2 separate regions of the Zea mays genome follow, and region 2 is linked to region 1. A link is a contact called in public Hi-C data. All regions are on one chromosome and are shown on one strand. The core of a region is the stretch at or near the end of the contact, and the rest is flanking DNA. Distances in the headings are between cores, read along the strand shown.

What was found. A called contact is a pair of places that touch in the nucleus more often than the background predicts.
Region 2: a contact with region 1 is called in a Hi-C map of leaf, with 2.5 times the contacts expected there. The contact joins the promoter of LOC100278888 here to the promoter of LOC103654412 in region 1. A contact is called at or near these places in 3 of 25 Hi-C or Micro-C datasets (ear and leaf).

What each region holds. Positions count from the first base shown.
Region 1 is chr4:198,950,559-198,956,980 of Zm-B73-REFERENCE-NAM-5.0, reverse strand. It overlaps LOC103654412 (N-alpha-acetyltransferase MAK3), which reads right to left and starts at 1,602. Exons shown (of 4, transcript XM_035967494.1): 1 at 1,270-1,602; 2 at 1,009-1,135. The coding sequence starts at 1,479.
Region 2 is chr4:199,305,952-199,312,448 of Zm-B73-REFERENCE-NAM-5.0, reverse strand. LOC100278888 reads right to left here and starts at 3,215. Exons shown (of 1, transcript NM_001152019.2): 1 at 1,462-3,215. The coding sequence starts at 3,190. The coding sequence ends at 1,571.

The sequences.
Region 1 (6,422 bases), core at 353-2,852:
TTTGTCATGTTGAGAATGTTGCTTGTTGAAGGACATGTATATTTGTTAAAAAATTTATTAAATTTTAAGTTGTGTATGATGTTGAATTGGGAAGAAATTTGATTAATTATGTTATTCAATTGCTGAAAATGGTTCTTTACCATATCCGATGGATATCCAATGGATATCCGAAACCCGATGGGCATGGATATGGATATGAATTTCTACCCGTGGATATAGTCACGTGCGGATATTATCTATGACCGTGGATATGTCTGCGGGCGGATATTTCCAATATCCGATCCGAATCCGACCCGTTGCCATCCCTATTTATGGAGGTCTTTATCATAGCAGCTTGGCAAATCTGGAAGCAAAGAAACAATTTTATCTTTGACAGGGGACGACCATCTTTCATTGGCTGGAAAAAAGAATTCCGCGCCGAAGCTCTTCTGCAAGCTAATCGCTTTTCTGAAGAGAAATCAACTCTTTTCTCCTCGCTTGTGAATTCCTATAGATAGCAGATAGTTCTTTTCCCTGTGCTTTAGTTAGTTTCCTTCTGGTTTATGTCTTGGGAGCGACTGCTAATGCTCTTTGTCCGTCTTCTTTATATTAATAAATATCTACCACAGCGGGGGCTTCCCCTGTTGTACATTTTCAAAAAAAAAGAAGTAAAGCATATATGTGCCTGTTAATGTTGAAAACCAAGGAAGCGGAATACATTTACACAGAAAATGAGGATTCTTTCTGGCACAATTGGGCTACAATTTTTTTCTATCTAGTTGCAAAGTTACGAATTTGTGATATAGTTGGACAACGCAAGTTGGACTTGCACAACACAAGCAAGTTGGTACAACGCATTAATTGATCTGTTTGTGTGCAGATAATTGAAAAGCGCATTAAGGTTTCTGCAGTTTAGTAGGTAATCGACCTATCTGGGCACGAGCATTCCTTGTCTAGAAACGATATAGAACAGAGCTGACAGCAATTCAATCAAGAGCCAAAAGCATCAGTAACTAAGAAGTGCGTCACCTATTCCCCTCCCTCGGTAGGGCTTGAGGACGACGAGCATGGCGATGTAGCCCCTGAATGCACCCCTATGCTCCCCCATCTTGCACACGACTGTCCCCACGCACTTGCCATCCCTGGCATCGAACGCCTGCGTCGCCACCCATCACGTTTCCATCCAAGACGAAGAACCAGGAGAGCGTCAAATCCGGCACGACCACGACGCGATACGAGAGGGATGGAGGGGAGAGGTGTGGGCAGATAGAGAAGGGGAGGCCCGCGTACCAGGAAGGTGAGCTGCGGCCAGAGGTAGACGAAGTAGCGGTAGGTGAAGATGGAATAGGGCTCGCTGAGCTCCTCGTCCACCAGCGACATCACCAGCGGCAGATGCTGCTCCCCGCCATAGCTCACGTAAGTGATCTCCACGCCCTCCTCCGCACCCCCGCTTCCTTCACCGGCGTTGGCGGCGGCGGCGGAGGAGGAGGCCGACGACATCGCCGCCGTTGTGTGAAAAACTGAATACGTAAACGACGTATCGAAGGCGCAAAACTCGATACATCTCGGTCTGTTAGGCCTGGGCCTTGCTCGCCGCAGAAACCATCGCGGGAGGCCCACCAGGTACGGTCGTGCACAACACCTTTTTTATTTCTACATTTAAAAATATTTCAAATTTTCAAAATATACCTCGAAACTGAAATATTGCTGAAATGGGTGTTTGTCACCCTATCAATGGACAGCAGAGACACATTATGTTGTGGTTTCTGGAATCGAGGGACAATAAGATTTATGTTCAGTAGGGATGCTAGCGCGGACTCAATCCGAATGGTGAGCTACGGGGGGCTCGAAGGTGGATTCTGAGACGAGTGGGTTATACTGGTTCAGCCCAGAGCCCTAGTCTAGTGCAGTGACAATAGTATTGCTTGAAGCGTGTTACAGTTTGGTGCTTGTGTGAAGCTGTGGGATGTGTATTGGATGATGGGGGTTGTCTTGCCCTTTTATATCTCAAGGGTAGACGTTACAATGAGAACTTGTATTCTATTGTGATGGAGTTTGGCATCCTGCTTCTAGGCCTCGTATCCCCTATGGTGTCGTTTGATGGGTCGTGCTTCTGGGCTTTGTAGCCCCTATAGAATCGTTTGTTGGGTCGTGCGTCGTCGTACCTGTGGTATGGTGTCGCGTCTATTGGGGGTCTTCTTCTCCGCTGAAGGTCTCAAGATATAAACACCTTCGGCAAAATACCACGAGAGGCCTGCCCCACTTCCGTCGAAGGTCCCCAAAACAAAGACCTCGGAAGGAAGCAGCAACGCAGAACGCTGAAGGTCAGTAGCTTCGGCTCACATCAAGTAAAGAAGGAAAAGACTAGATAGACCCTGCTAGTTCAAGTTGCTTATAGACAAATGTTCAAGGGCATGAATGTAATTTTACCCAGGCTGCGTCTCGTGTCTATAAATAGATGAACAGTAACACTGTACTGTTCACACTAGATTGTAATCACTCTCCCGCATTCACGTCTTCAAGCAAGCCAAAGGTATCAATGTAACATTAATACTGTTAAATATTCATTTATGTTTTATGGAATACAAATATGAATGAATTTATGAGATGCAGTTATCATCTTTATCCTTTCGCATTCATATTCACGTATTAAATAATGAAGGTATGTCCCTTTTGACCTTCGTCTAATGAGTATTATACCCATGTGGAGATAATGCTTCAGAAGACGAAGGTCCTCTTTCATAGCATTTGAGAACAAGTGACCAACATTGGCGCCCACCTCTGGTAAACTCACTTCCACGATTGCAACAATGGCTTTGCAGAACAACCAAGTTGTGACACCTTCGGCTACGAAGCTGGTGCTCCCAATCACAGGCAGCTCAAGTTCTAAACCAGGCAATAAGAAGCAGAAGAAGGAAGCATAGAGAAGGGTACAACATGTTGGAGTGCAAGGACCCTTTATCAAGTCCAAGTGGTCTCATGTACCAATCACCTTCTCCTAGGAAGATCTTCAACTCAAGGATTATACTCACAATGATGCAATGATTATATCTTGTGTCATCAAGGGGTTCCTGGTCCACAATGTCGTAGTAGACACGGGCAGTGCGACAAACATCATCTTTGCGAAGGCTTTCAGGCAAATGCAAAAGCAGGATGACAAGATACATGATGCAACACACCCCCTCTGTGACTTCGGAGGAAGACGGATTGTGGCACTCGACAAGATAACTATGCCGATCACCTTCGGCTATGTTCACAATACAAGGACAGAGCAGGTTGTCTTCGACATTGTCGATATGGAGTATCCCTACAATGCAATCATTGGTCGAGGGACGCTAAACGCCTTCAAAGCAATACTTCACCCAGCATATTTGTGCATGAAGATACCTTCTGACCAAGGGCCTATCGTTGTGCATGGGAGCCAAGAGGCTGCCAGGAGAGCCGAAGGGAACTAGATAGATTCGAAGGCCATCCATAACATAGATGAAGCCGAAGCTCATCAACAATATAAACATAAAAGAGACAAGGCTGCTTCAGCAGATCAACCAAAGATCTTTGTTGAAATTCCTGTTCAACAACAAGAATGTTTTTGCGTGGTCAGCCAATGATCTTTGTGGTGTCAATAGAGATGTCATTGAGTACTCACTCAATGTAGACCTGGCCATCAGGCCAAGAAAGCAGAAGCTTCGGAAAATGTTCGATGATAAAGCCGAAGGTGCATGAAACGAAGTCAAAAGGCTACTAAGTGTCGGTGTTATCAGAGAAGTAACATACCCAGAATGGCTGGCCAATACTGTGATGGTGAAGAAAGCTAATGGAAAGTGGAGAATGTGCATTGACTTCACAGATCTCAATAAGGCATGCCCGAAGGATAAATTCCCATTGCCAAGAATAGATTCTCTTATGGATGCAGCGGCTACTTTAGAGCTCATGAGCTTATTGGATTGCTTCTTAGTTTATCATCAAATCTGGATGAAGGAGGATGAACCTAAGACAAGCTTCATAACACCTAGTGGGACTTACTGCTACCTTTGGATGCCTGAGGGGCTCAAGAATGCTGGAGGAAACTTCAGCAGAATGACTGCCAAAGTTCTTAACTCTCAGATTAGCAGGAATGTTCTAACGTATGTTGATGACATCATAGTGAAAAGCACGAAGCAAGAACATCATGTTGCTGATTTACAAGAAACATTTGCTAATTTCAGAAGAGTTGGTCTCAAGCTAAATCCAGAAAAATGTGTCTTTGGAGTGAAGAAGCAAAAAGTTCTTGGTTGTTTGGTATCAACAAAGGGGATCAAAGCCAATCCAAGTAAGATAGAAGCTATACTTCGGATGGAGCCCCCGAAGTCACAAAAGGTGCTCAGAGGTTGATAGGAGGGCTGGCATCATTGAATAGATTTATTTCAAGATCAGCAGAGAGGAACTTGCCATTCTTCAAAGTGCTGAAATCAGTGGAAGTCTTCCAATAGGGATCAACTTAGCAAAAGCCTTCGAAGAATTGGAGTATTCGATAGAATTAACAACCTTAACCCCACCTTCGTCAAAAATTCCATTGTTGTTGTATGTAGCTGCTTCCCACGCTGCGGTTAGTGCAGCGCTGGTGTAAGAAAAGCAGGATGGCCAGGCAAAGAAACAAGTGCCAGTGTACTTCGTTTCCGAAGTACTTAGCGCATCAAAGAAAAATTACACAGAGTTGGAGAAGGTACTATATGTTGTACTAATGGCTTCCAGGAAGCTTCGGCATTACTTCCAAACATACCATATCATAGTACCTTCTTCACAAACCCTCAAGGATATAATGAGAAACAGAGAAGCCACAGGAAGAGTTGGAAAATGGGCTGCAGAATTGAATGAATTCACTATTGATTATGTTCATAGATCTTCGATACAATCCCAAGCGTTAGCAGACTTCATTGCTGATTGGACGCCAGGGCCACAGGACGAAGAGAAAACAAACGATGCTGAAGCCTGGACAATATTTTGTGATGGGTCATGGGGAACCTTTGGTGCAGGAGCAGCTGCCATGTTAATTTCACCATCTAAAATTAAAACCTGCTATGCAGCAAGGTTAGACTTCAACTGCACAAATAACATTGCAGAGTACAAGGCCCTTCTCTTGGGGCTTCAAAAGCTTAAGGCAATGGGAATAAGAATGGCAATACTCAAATCCGACTCACAAGTCATTTCCGGTCACATTGATAAGAGTAGTAAAGCAAGGGACCCAAAGTTAGAGAAATATCTGGACGTAGTCCGAAGGATGGAAGCCTCCTTCGAAGGCTTCTCTGTAAAAACATCCCGAGAGGAGAAAACAAGCATGCAGATTTGTTAGCTAAATCAGCGGCACTGGGGCTTTCGTTACCTTCGGAGGTATTCTTCGAAATAATAAAAGCACCTTCGGTCGAGCTCATGCAGAGAGCAGTGCTTACAATCTCACCGATGCACAGCGAAGAGATGGGGAGTTGTACAAACAAGGAGTCTGCTCTCCATTACTGAAATGCTTGTCTAGAACCGAAGGTCAAGAATTGATGAAGGAGATACATGCTGGACTATGTGGAGCTCATATTGGGTCTAGGCCTTTGCTGGGGAAGGTTTTCAGATAAGGATTTTACTGGCTGAAGGTAGCTTCGGATGCAGCAGACTTGGTTCAAAAATGTGAAAACGACCAGAGATGTGCCAGAGACCAGAAACAAACTTCGTCTTTAACCCAGTTAATACAACCCACTTGGCCATTGCAAAGGTGGGGCCTAGATTTGCTAGGTCCACTTCCACCAGCACAAGCCAACTTGAAATATGTTGTGGTAGCAGTGGAGTACTTTTCCAAGTGGATCGAAGCAAAGCCCTTATCTACAATAACTTCGGTCATAGTTCAGAAATTCTTTTGGCAAAATATTGTTTGTCGCTCGGTGTGCCGAAGGCTATCACAGTTGATAACAGAACTCAATTTGATGTCGAAACATTCAAAACCTTTTGTGACCAGATTGGCACAAAAATACACTTTGCACCAGTGAGACATCTAGAGTCAAATGGACTGGTAGAAAGAGCAAATGGAATTATAATAATAGGAATAATGAAGTCAATCTTCAATTAGCCAGAGGAAAGTGGCCAGACGAATTAATAAAGGTGGTGTGCAACCACAACACTGTTGTTTCAAGGTCAGCGAGTTTTACCCCATTCAAGCTTCTGTTTGGTGACGAAGCAATAACTCCGGAAGAAGCAAGTAGGGGCTCAATAAGGACCTTGGCTTCGGTAGAAGATGAAGAGAATTACAAAATAACAAAAGACACCATAGCAGAGACCAGGCTCCAAGCAGTAGGACACATCAATAAGTATCAGGCTGAAACAATCAAATGGCATGACCGGAAAGTAAAACTGAAGAACATCAGGCTAGGGCACCTAGTGCTTCGGAGGGTAGCCAATCCGGACACAGTGGGGAAGCTTTAGCT
Region 2 (6,497 bases), core at 1,966-4,465, 350 kb before region 1:
AGACCCGATACACGATGTGGAGGACAATTCGAACAAGTTGGGTAGGCACAAACCGCCGGCAGAGTCGAAGTTGGGGGTGCCCACGATGCACGGCAAAGTCGTGGCGACAGCGAGGAATTGCGGCCACCGAGACCGCCTTTCTTCCCTTTTGCCGTCCCCGACGTGATCTGGTTGCTAAGGCGAAACCCCACGACCGCGCGCTCACCCGCGAGCGAGGATGCTAGCAGTGATCACTCGCGGCGGTTTCCCTCAAGCTCCCACGGCAGCGCCCACAGCGTGATTCCCGGAGGGTGACGAACGCGCGTGATGGTCACCGGGGCACGGAAGCTAGGATTTTGTACTCCCCAGGCGAGAGTAGGGGCTGAGGTCAACGCCGAAGCGAGATTGGCGCCAACATGCACGGGGAAGGTTTATTGCGCTCGAACGATTTGAGGGGAGAGGATGGTCATGATAACCCTAGGTGAAATTTGTGTTCAAAGTTTGTAATTTTCAGGTTTCGTTTATTCATCCCTCTATGTGACTTTCACTTAGCTTGGTTAAAAAACGACAAGTCGGTTCCTATTTTTGGAGTGGGATCTGGGGGTCAAAGGAGATTTATCTAAATTTTAAGAAAAAAGTTTGTCGGTAATGGCAAGGATAGTAGTTTTTGGCTTGATAGATGGCGTGGTGATGTTCCTTTTGCTGGTAAACTCAAAAGGTTATTCGATCTCTCCATGGACAAGAAGATTTCTGTGAATAGAGCTCTTATGGTAACTGTGATAATTTGTACTTCAGAAGGAGGTTAAGAGATGTTACTTTGTTCGACACTATCAGGAACCGCTGCAGTTCTTAGGGGCTCTCTGAAAAGGATGAAAGAACTATCTGGCTTCTGGGTGAAAAGGGTTTCACAGTCAAGTCCGTGTTTTCACAGTTAAGAAGTAATTCGGTTAAAGTGCCATACAAACTTATGTAGAAAATTAAGATTCCACAAAAAAAATAATAGTGTTCTTATGGCTAATTCTGAAAAACAAAATCCTCACTAAAGAAAATCTTAAGAAAAAGCAATGTCAGGGTCTGTTAGCTGCTGCTTTTGTGGTCTTTTGGAATCAACTGCTCATCTCATTTTTTTGAGTGCCCGTTGGCTAAATATATTTAGAGAGTGATGCAAATTGCTTTAAACTCAATTCCAAATGATGTAGATTTGTTGTTTGGAGATTGGTTACATAGCTTTGATAAAGATTCCATAAATCTGGTTATTTTAGGATTTGGTGTTGTTCTTTGGGCAATATGGAAAACCAGGGATGATGCTTGTTTTCATTTTAAAATGATTCAACATCCTACTAATATTGTCTTTTTATGTTGTTCCATTACTTAATCTTGGACGGATTCATGCGATCGTGGACGCGCACGGATTCGATGGACAAGCAAACGATCACGCTCCAGACGCCATCATTCATATGGATTGTATAGGAGGAGCCAGCAAGGAAAAATCATAGGGTTTCTTGTAGTTGCAGGCAAAAAAAAGAAAAAACAGAGGGCGACACCCGGTCTGTGTGACGGCGGCAAAACGCCTTTTTTGTTTTTTGCCCCGTTAATTCTGGCTGTAGTATGGCAGCACGGTGTAGACCGTCTGCACGACGGTGAGGACAAGCAGGAAGACGGCGGCGGCGGCGGACATGCTGGTCCACGGGTTGCTGAAGTAGTCGTGCACCAGCACGGCGCGGTGCCTGTTCCAGCTGCGCCCACAGTACTCCAGGACGTCGCGGAACAGGTCGGCGTAGCAGTTGTTGACGAACTCGGGCGGCGGGCACAGCTCGCCCAGGTGCGCGTAGAACGCCGCCGTCTCCTCGTCCCCGCGCACGAACACGCCGGCCCGCTGCAGGACCTCCACGTCGCGCCGCGCGTCCACCACGGACGCCATCAGCAGCACGTAGCTCACCAGGCGCTGCAGCTCCCACCGGCCCCGGCTCTGCTCGTACGCCAGCAGGTTCGCGAAGATGGCGTGGTTCGTGTAGCTCTCCACGGCCGGGATCTCCAGCGCGCCGCTGCGGCGGTCGAAGGTCACGTCCACCATGCTCCGCGGCGACTTCTTGGCGCGGAACGTCACCCCGGAGTCCTTCAGCTCCGACGCCGGCGGCAGCTGCCACGGCATGCGCTCATCCGCAGACGTGGACATCAGTTCCTCGAGCGCCTCGCCGTCTTCCTTGTCCTTGCTGCCCGTGCCGCTCCCGTCCCGGTCCTCCGGTGGTAGGAACCAGTGGTAGTAGAGATGCAGCAGGTGGTGGATCTCACCGTCGGGGGGCCGCGTGCTCTCGGGGTCCCGCGGGCCGACGCACATGTCCACGGTGAGGTAGTTGACGAGGACGTTGGTGACGAAGTAGTCCCGGCCGAGCCCGCCCGTGGCCAGGTCGTAGAAGCGCTCGAGCACGAAGAAGGGGAGCTGGTTCTCGAGCAGCAGCATGTCGTTGTACACGTTCTGCATCGCCCACGAGGCGTCGATGAGCGCGTCCTCCGCGCTCTCCTGCCCCTTGAGGAAGAACTCCACCAGGAAGCAGCCGTCCAGGAGGAGCATCTCGGCGAACTCGGCCGCGGGCAGCAGCACGGGCTCCGCGTACCGGCGGCGCGCGGAGGCCTCCATCGAGCGCGCGGCGCGGGCGTACGAGGCCAGCGTCGCGCCGCCGGGGCGGGCCAGAATGTCGCGGAGGTACCGCCACTTGTGCTCCTCCATGGCGGCGAGGTGCCGGCCGGCGCCACGGTGGAAGGGCCCGATGGAGATCATCTGCGGCTCGTAGAGGTGCCGGTTGCGGTCGCGCATGGGCCCCGCCACGCGGAAGATGGTGAACGGCTCGCTCTCGTGCGCATTCCCGGGCAGCGCCGCCAGGCGCCGTCCCATGCGCGCCGCCATGTCGTCGGCCTCCGCGTCGTCACCAATCTCCTCCTCTTCATCCTCCCCCTCCACGGCGCTGCTCTCGTCCAGCCGGCGCTGCACGGACGCGGACAGCTCGTCCCCTTGTACGTCGCCATCGTCGTTCATCTTCACGTCGGCGTCGGCGAGTGCCCTGTGGCTCTCATCCGTGCCACTGGCAGCATCCACGAGGGTGCTGCTCTCGTCGGCCGCAGCACCGCCGTGTTCTCCCGGCGTGGCGGCGACAACCGGTCCGGGACTGTGGTTGTTGGGCACTAGTAGGGGCTTCATTAGAGGAGAGTCCATGAGTGACACAAGAACAAGATGACCGTCACATGAGACGGGACAGGTTAGAAATGCTAGACGACATTTTATATCTGGGTCCTTTGTACAGGGGCTCTCATTTTTGTACTATTGTCTAGTCAACATGAGATGTTGTCATTGTTTGACTATAGGATATTTATGGTGCCTGATTTTTTTATTATTATTCAATCAAAAAGCAATGCTGTCATCGTCGTTTGACTGTAACATTTATGGTGTTTAATTTTTCATTATTATTCAGTCAATATGTAATGTTGTCAATTGTTGAAGTATATATAGAAAAAAAATAAAAGTTCTCTTGTAAATTATATTTTTAATTATACTAGTTGTTTGTCTAAATTTATCATATAAAACATCAGGCACCTAAAATATAAAACTCTAGTATTTATATCTATACTTATATCTATATCTATGTCCACATTTAATCAATTATATATCTACAAATATAACTATACACTTATATAATATTAAATAAAAAATCTCTAAATTTTCGTCCTGCACTCTCTCACCAATTCTTGTACTGGACAGTTTTTAAGTAAATAATAATACATGTTGAATTAGAGCTAGTAATCAAAGATGGCCATGAGATGAGGCAGGACACGTTAAACGACACAATAATAAATGCTATAGATATATGTATAGATATACATTTACCTATAATCTTTGTCTAACTATTTCTATCTCCATTCCTAATCTCTTGTATTAAAGAGGCTAAGATTTTTTTATATTTCTCTATCTCTAATATTAAAGAGGCTAATATTTCTATATATATATATATATATATATATATATATATATATATATATATATATATATATATATATATATATATATCTAATCCCTAATAATAAAGAGCCTGAGATTTCTAGATATATTTGGATATATCTATAATATCTATATCTAACACCTAATATTAAATATGCTAGTATATTTTTGTCTTTCATCACCCACAAGTGTCCGATCTATATCTTATCTATTATGCGTCTCCAACTATAACTATGTACTTATATAATATGAAAATAAAAAAATCTGTAAATTTCGGTCCCGGACTCTCTCACCAATTATTATTCTTGGCGGTTTTTAAGTAAGAGTAATAATACATGATGAATTAGAGATAGTATTCTTGACTGGTTTAATCTTACATGCATTTTGTTCCGTAACAAAAAGATGGCCATCAGATGAGGCCCAATAAAAATGCTATAGATATATATTTACCTTAATTTCTATCTCCATCTCTATTCCCTAGTGTTAAAGAGGCTAAGAGTTTTTATATATCTCTATCTCTAACATTAAAGAGGCTAAGATTTCTAAATATATCTATATCTCTAATATTAAAGAGGCCGAGATTTCTAGATATATCTATAATATATATCTCTAACACCTCATATTGACGATGCTAGTATCTTTTTTGTTTTTCATCACCCACAATTGTTCGATGAGGACCCAATCTCTTTCCTTAGCATACAAGTCTGAGGTACCGTGTCCAAACATGTACGAAATGTGATTGCAAAGTGATCTTCAAATGAATTATTAAAGACATGTCGTGTAATAGTTGCAACTCATGTGTATATTTGCTAGTATAATATTATTAAATCTATACTATACTTAAAGTATCAGTTTCAACGGTCGTCCCGCGTCATCTTTTTACAAATAAGCTCTCACAGTTATTTCAAATTAATCCGTTGCACGCCTATAGATGGCCAAACGGCGGCCCGGCACAGGCCAGACGCACACGAGCCATAACTATGGTCCAGACACGTCATGTCGGTCTGCTGACTGTGCAGGACCAGCTCGTTAGCCCGTCGGCTCATTTAATTAAATCAGCGTAAAATGTTAAAAAAACGATGCAGGAGGTGGGGTTCGAACCCATGCCCTGATGTAAGGACGGGAGACACTGGATGAAGTTGTCTAACCAGCAGAACATCATGCACAGATGTTTTTAATATTGAATATAAATTGTATATATGTATATACGTTTTTTAAAAATAAAAAATATAACTGTGTCGGGCCGAGCCAGCACTACGGGTCGAGGCTACAGCCCAAGCACGGCACGACGTTCTTGGCTCTTGCAAGCATTAGGTCGTTTCTGAGACCACATTGGTGCAATGGACTACATGGTGTTTCAGGTTGCTGAATTGGGTGGAGCAACAATGATTCGTCACACTAACAGTAAAATGAAAGGTTATTTGTTGGTTTTAAACATTAGTAATTGCCACAAAGTAGCATAATTTATATGGAGCGCATCCAGTTTTTATTGATGCCTGACTTTAGCGATCACTCCATATTTTGATCTATTTTTTATAAGTTTGGCTTCATGTGACTTATTTTAGAAACTTGAGCTCACAAACTTTCTCTTATTTTGTCTATGTATGTCATTTTATAATCTCTGTTCATTGAGTCAGTCGTTGTGAACTCTTTTCTAATCGCTCACTTTATTGGTCGTGTTGTATAAAGACATATTGCTTGGAGTAAACAATAACATCAGTTAGCCAAATCAAAAAATATTATTCAGAGAGCGGAGACAATCAATAAAAAATCTTGAATTTTTTTTATGGATAGTTTACGTACGTATTGTTATAAGCCGTCGCAACGCACGGGAACCGACTAGTAAGATAATAATATTCCTCTAAATTTTCTCCATTCACTCCCTTAAGTGATCCTTTTTTTTCGGGTGGTTTTAGATTTTACTAAGAGCAGTAGTATGCATGATGAATTAGGGATAAGAGTGATGGGTTTAAACTTGCACGTGTATTGTTTGTAATGGGTTTCTCTTGTGAGTGGGTGTACCGTCTACGTGAACATTGTTTGTTTGGAATTATAATCTATTTAGACTACATAATCTAATTTATTTTGAACTAAATGTTAGTTTAAAATAAGTTAGATTATATAATCTATTCAAATTATAATCTCAAACAAACAAGCTTGTGGTTTCCAAGAACATGTTTCCATCAATTGTCCGGACAAAAGAACATACTAATCTGTTTCTTCTATGACCTCACGTGCTTGAAGCTTGATCCACCCTGCACATGCATGTCTCATGTGCAAACAATTGTTTAGCACTCGGTTGATTTAATTATGTCCACCAAAGTGAAGATGCAAGTACAATCTCACACAATAAGTAATAAGTATATAGTTGTAGTCAGAGAATTATACTTCCAACGTTGCCTTTATACACGTTATTCTCCTATTTTGGTATTGAATAAACAATAATATTTTTGGTATTGTTTATCAGTGTTTAGAGCTCAATTACATGGACTAAAACTCTCTTGTTTGTTCAGTCAGGTTTCGCCGC